Linked DNA regions of Mus musculus: region 1 is linked to region 2. A link is a contact called in public HiChIP or PLAC-seq data. All regions are on one chromosome and are shown on one strand. Each heading gives the region's core, a stretch centred on a gene start, on an enhancer-like site or on the middle of the called end of the contact. The rest is flanking DNA. Distances are from core to core; before and after follow the strand shown. Region 1 holds the start of Rbm25 (RNA binding motif protein 25). Region 2 holds the start of 1700030I03Rik (a long non-coding RNA gene).

Evidence for each region. HiChIP or PLAC-seq counts read pairs in DNA pulled down with a chosen protein or histone mark.
Region 1: an H3K4me3 HiChIP or PLAC-seq map of forebrain shows a contact between it and region 2, with 3 times the contacts expected there. The contact joins the promoter of Rbm25 here to the promoter of 1700030I03Rik in region 2. A contact is called at or near these places in 1 of 39 promoter capture datasets (hippocampal neurons), 3 of 484 Hi-C or Micro-C datasets (the HPC-7 cell line, embryonic fibroblasts and palatal mesenchyme), 4 of 115 datasets of contacts at active chromatin or transcription factors (embryonic forebrain, embryonic hindbrain, fetal liver and 1 more) and 1 of 9 other capture datasets (embryonic stem cells).

The regions. Positions count from the first base shown.
Region 1 is chr12:83,630,501-83,633,506 of GRCm38.p6, reverse strand. Rbm25 (RNA binding motif protein 25) reads right to left here and starts at 1,264. Exons shown (of 19, transcript NM_027349.4): 1 at 1,090-1,264.
Region 2 is chr12:83,119,848-83,122,771 of GRCm38.p6, reverse strand. It overlaps 1700030I03Rik (a long non-coding RNA gene), which reads right to left and starts at 1,357. Exons shown (of 2, transcript XR_872868.2): 1 at 1-1,357. All of the region lies in intron 15 of Rgs6 (regulator of G-protein signaling 6), which reads right to left.

The DNA of each region.
Region 1 (3,006 bases), core at 15-2,514, 510 kb before region 2:
ATACAGGCTTACAAGAATCAATATCATACAGCGACCCTCTTACTTGTGGGGAAAAAAAACAAGAGATTTTTAAACTGAAGAGAAACTGAAATTGAGGGTGCTCACAGACAACACACAAAAAAACTGTTTATACAATACTGCCTCTACCTGATTCACCTTATTTCACTAAAGCACTATGATACAAGAGAAGCCCAATCTTTTCCCTCCTTTTGGTCGGCTTTACTCTGACCTGTATCAAAATGGCATTTCCACGTCAATATAAATCCATTATTACATAACTTCAAGATAACCTTCATACTCTTATTTCGAAAACTGTATTTAAAAATCAATACTGAAAACAAAAGGAGGGCAGCATATTTTAATATGAAGAAGGCTGGTGCCGCCTAGAATGAATGGAGAGATCCTTTACAGCATCCCTCCCAATCGGAAAGGGGATCAGACGGTGAAACTCATCACTAGCTCCAACAAGCAGGAAAGGTGCTTTAAAACCAAAAAAGTGGCCACTCGATAAACTCAAGGAGGGGTGGGGCCCGTTCTTTTGGCGGCTGGCACTAGACTACCAGACAGAAAAGAAATCCGTTGGTGGCCCGCACCTCGCTCCAAGAGTGGGCGCAGGCTACTTTCAAGGCGCAGCCTGGAGGCACTTGAGTCCTCGGCCCCGGAAACCTACTGAGAGGTGGCTCTGGAGGCCCCGAGGAGACAAGGGCCTCCGGGCCGACCGATCCTAGCCCTGGCTAAGACAGGAGCCCCGTCAGGGCCCGAGGCGATTCGCTCCCAAACTGAAACGGAAGCCAATAGACAAAGTGGGCGACAAAAAATAAAATAAAATTCCCGGAGGACCGCTCCGGCCGTGGGCCCGGCCTCCCCGGGCTCCTGGTTCACTGGTTTTTCCGAGGCCTTGGAGGGGAAGAGAAGCCCGAGCCGCGTGCCCGTCCCCTCCCCCACCCCGCCCCGTCTCCCCACCCCCCCCCACCCCCCACCCCGCTGGGCCTCCACAGCGGCCCTGGCTTCTCCGCCGCCGCCTCCTCCTCCCGCAGCTGAGGTAGCAGGTCGAGCGGTTTCCTCACGCGTTCGGAAGCGTGGACTCACCCGCCGCTAAGAAAACGGTACTGTCTTCGCGGCCTCTGGGCGTCAGGTGATGGAGTGGGGCTCCACCGGTTCGAGGTGTCTGCGCGCCGCCCGACTCTAGAGACTGGTTCCGAAGCGCCTACTCGCCTAGGCCGCAAAACACAGCCGCGCTGCGCGGGGAGCTCCTGGAGGGCTTCCTCTTGCCCGGCGTGCACTGCGCCAGGAGGCGTGGAAAGGGATAACCATAGAGAAGGTGATGCCTAGATAGTCTCCGCCGTCGCCTCTGACTCATTAAGTACAGAGGGATGACCATAGAGTGGGATTGTCTAGTGGGACCTAGAGAGGCTCGAGCTGTAAATTACCACCCACCCTGCCATTTTTGATTGGAGCCGATTGAATCTTATGACTGTGCGACGCCATCTTGAGGTCAAGGTTCCGGCTGGTTACTCGCGCGGGGCTTGTTACAGGTTTTCTCACATTTTTTGGTAGTTCGTTTTCCAGGAATTAGAACCTTGGTCTCCTGATTCTTGGAGGTTCGATGACCTGATACCTGGGCGGGACCGAGAACCTCAATAGAAAGCCCAGATGTCATTTGTTCTTCGCAAAGTACTGCTCACACCAAGAAATAACTGGCAACGGCTATATTGGGTTTTTTGGACTTTTTGTGCGTACACACACTATATCTTAGGCGAGGTAACAGGGTCAAAGAGGTAACTAGATGCTTGGTATCTTCAGAAACCTGTAAGAATATTTAATGCAACTTTCCGCAGTGTGCGAATGACTAAAAATACTAAAACAGTGAAAATGAATACTCACAAATTACTGGGTTATCCAAATTATGGAATTTATAAGCAGTATCTGCTGCTTTTGTTTCCTGTTACTCAGAAGGATTTTATAATTCGTTTACAAGGAGCTTGTCTCTCTGAAGGTGGAGAGTGAGATTTATTCCTGTCCTGGGAGAGCTGGAGTCCTGGGATAACAAATAGCAAACCTTGGTTGGTTAGTGTATTAGTCAGGGTTCTCTAGAGTCACAGAACTTATGGATAATTTCTAAATAGTAAAGGAATTTATTGATGACTTACAGTCGGCAGCCCAATTCCCAACAATGGTTCAGTCGCAGCTGTGAATGGAAGTCCAAGGATCTAGCAGTTACTCAGTCTCACGCAGCAAGCAGGCGAAGGAGCAAGAGCAAGAGCTAGAGCTAGACTCCCTTCTTCCAATGTCCTTATATTGTCTCCAGCAAAAGGTGTAGCCCAGATTAAAGGTGTGTTCCACCACACCTTTAATCCCAGATGAAAGGCATAGCCCAGATTAAAGGTGTGTTCCTTAACTCGGAGATTCAATCTTCTGGAATCCATAGCCACTATGGCTCAAGATCTTCAAACCAAGATCCAGATAAGGATCTCCAAGCCTCCAGATAAGGGTCACTGGTGAGCCTTCCAATTCCGAATTGTAGTTCATTCCAAATATTGTCAAGTTGACAACCAGGAATAGCCACTACAATCCACCCCTTGTCAACTTGACACAAATAATATCTCATGTTCACATGAAACAATAACAAGGTTGTAAATACGCCTAACATGATATAACTATCCCTCGTACAATCGCAAACGCATTAGTAAATTTACAATGGGCATTCATATTACTTTATAATCCTCGTTTCTGCAACTGGTTACGTGGCCTTAATTGGTATTTATAACTACCTTCCTCTACTACCCATTCTGTATTTCCTTCACCTTCAGCCAGCACCTCAGCAGGTCTTGGCTCTTTTCCTGGAGGATTGACCCATACCTTCATTCCTGATGGGTCTGCGTCCTTTGTCATCCTGCTTGGATTAGGCTGTTGTAGTTTCCCATTGACTTTAATCACAGGACATGGTAGTACTAAGAGACGCCCTAAGGGATCTCCTGCACTCCAGACATAATCTTGCTTACCACC
Region 2 (2,924 bases), core at 108-2,607:
TTCTCCGGGTCTCAGGGAGCCAGATAAGCCTTCAGCGCTAAAACTCTAATCCAGGAAGGGATGGGTTGGAAACGTCTGGCCGGCATGTTGGAAGAGGTCATCCATAGTCCTTGCGGGCCATAATGACTTTTAACCTCATTTCTGTTTCTTGAAGCTTTGAAGCTGTAACAGTCTGCTTGGTGCAGGTGACTGGGGTGGTAAGGAAGGCTGTGGCTACCGCACTGCAGGCTTGGTCCCTGACGGGGCCACTCCATGCTGACACAAAAATGTCCTCAGAGATTAGTCACAGTGTCGCTGTGACCAAACCGTAGTGGAGTCTTTCTAACTTAGCTTGGAAGCTGCAGCGTCGTCATGTCTGACCCTCTCTCTTTCTGCTCCAGTGGAGCTTTTCGGTGACTTTCCTGCCATCTTGCTTGGTTCAAATTGATATAGCCTGAGGCTCAAATCTAGCTCATGATCTAGGGATTTAGTTTTTAATAGTTAAAACAATTACGGTTTTGTGTATGTGTGTGTGTGAAAAATTATGAGTTGAATTTCATTGTCAACACACACACTTTTGGGGACACAGCCACAGCCATCTGGTCTTTTAATTTTCTTTCCATTGTGACATCACCATTGTGACACAGACCCTGTGTTCCACAAACCTAAAGTTTATATTATCTAGACCTTCACATGAAAAGTTTAACTCTCTAACTGCTCTCTCATTTAATGTAAAAGAGTCACCTTATTTTCATAATCACCCTGTTTATGGACTAAGTTTGTATCCCTCCAGAGCTCATGCCCTTGAAGGCCTGCCTCCCCACATCATGGTGTTGGATGGGGATGAAGCCTTTGGGATACAATGCTGTTTAGATGAGGTCATGATGCCGTTGGGGTTCTGATAAAATGAAGACGCCAAAGAGCTTTCTCTACTTGAAGGTTGGGACACAGCCAAATGGTGGCTCTCCTGAAGCCAGGATGAAGGTCAGGACCAGAAAACTCGTCTGTAGTCACGTAATCCCCAGTGTTCCCAGCTTCAGGACCCAGAAGACCAAACACTCCCTCGGTCACCCAGTCTGACATTGTGTCACATCCTACAGCCTGAGCAGACCTAACACACCGAGGAAGGAAGGTACAGGTGGCTCCTGAGGGGTGACCGTAGTTCTGAGGGATAATCTGATTTACATTTTTTTTTCAACTTCAAAGTTGTGCGAAAGCTACACGGATCTCATACAAACTACATGTTGAGCTTTGATCATCTCCGAGCCTGACCCCAATGACAAGTGATCTTTCCTAATGCTGGGTAGCAGGGGCCCAAGCTACAGCCATAGCACACAAGCTGCAGCCATAGCTCAGCCCCAGGATCCCAAGAGGGGAAAACCAAATGTTCACCCGTGTTCCACGGCACCTAGCCTGGACACTGGGTCAGCGAAGTGTATTAAATGCATCTTTTGACTTCATGCTATTTTCAACTTATGGTAAGTTGGTTGGAGTATAACCCATCACAAGCCAAGGGACATCTGCATACTGAAAGAGGGGTTATCTCTGTGTGCTAACATATGCAAATCTGTGAAACTTGTCAAGTGTACTTAGCATAAAAGAACAAAGCACGTTAATGCCATTAGGAAAATGAAATAGTAAATGTTTTCTTTTTCTTTCTGTGGGCCAGTCACTGTGGTCATCTGCCTCTTTTCATTCTGTCACCTCTCACCCCAGGTGGAAGTTCTGCTAGATCTCCGCTCTACAGGAGAGGAAAGGAAGACTTAAGGAATTTTGGTGTCTTGGCTATTGTTTCAATTACTGGGATAGAACACTGTGACCAAAGTCACCTGGGGAGGAAGATGGTTAGTTTCATCTTACGTCTCTCAGAGCACACTCCATCACGAAGGGAAGACAGGGCAGGAACTCAGGGCAAGAACTTAGAGGCAGGAAAGGAAGCACACACCGTGGAGCTCTGCAGCTTACTGGCTTGCTTCCCATTGTTTGCTCACCCTGCTTCCTCATACACCCCAGGCTCATGTGCCTGGGATGACCCCACCCACAACGGGCTGCGGGCTGGGTCCTCCATGTCAATCATCAATCAATTAAAAATAAAAAGGTCTATCTGGTAGGGGCATTTTCTCAACTTGAGGTTTCCTCTTCCTAAATGATTCTAGCTTGTGTCAAGTTTGACATAAAACTAGCCAGAACATTAGATGACATTCCCAAAGAGAGGCTGTTAGGACGAGTGTGTTATTATATGTGGAAACACACTTCTATGTGAGTAACAGAGAAAAGGCTAAGAATGGGAACAGGCTTAGGAAGAGAGATTTATTTAAATTTATACAAGTTAGGTCTAGATACATCTTCCTGTCTAGTCTACCTCACAGGCTTGCCTGGGTCATAATGCATTTAGAAGTACCTGAAAGATCACACAGAACCTGTACTCACGAAGGCCAGGTATTCAGTATCTTAGCAAGGCATCACGTACATATTTTTCAAGTTCTCTTATCAAGTATCCCTTGGATAAGGAAGAACACATGCATCTAGGAGGGCAGGACTTGTTAAGCAAACCATGGTGCCTCTATACCATGGACAACTACGTAGTGGTTAATCACAGGCTGTGATCACATTGTCTGAGCCTGGCCCTCAGACTATGCTGGAGAAATAGGAGAAAGCAGATGAGTGAGTAACAGTTATGTGAGTAACACTTCCTCTGCGGGGTTTTGAGGCCCAGATTCTGAGCATAAAGGGAGGAGAAATGGCGGTAAGAAAGAAGAGGCCTAGGAGAACTGCCTGCAATTCTATACCTAAACTGAAAGTGCCAATGCACACACACATGCACACGCACAAGCACACGCGCACACGCACACATGCACACGTACACACACACATGCACACACACACACACACACACACACACGCACACACATACACGAGATGGGGTGGGGGAGGTGGGATGGCCT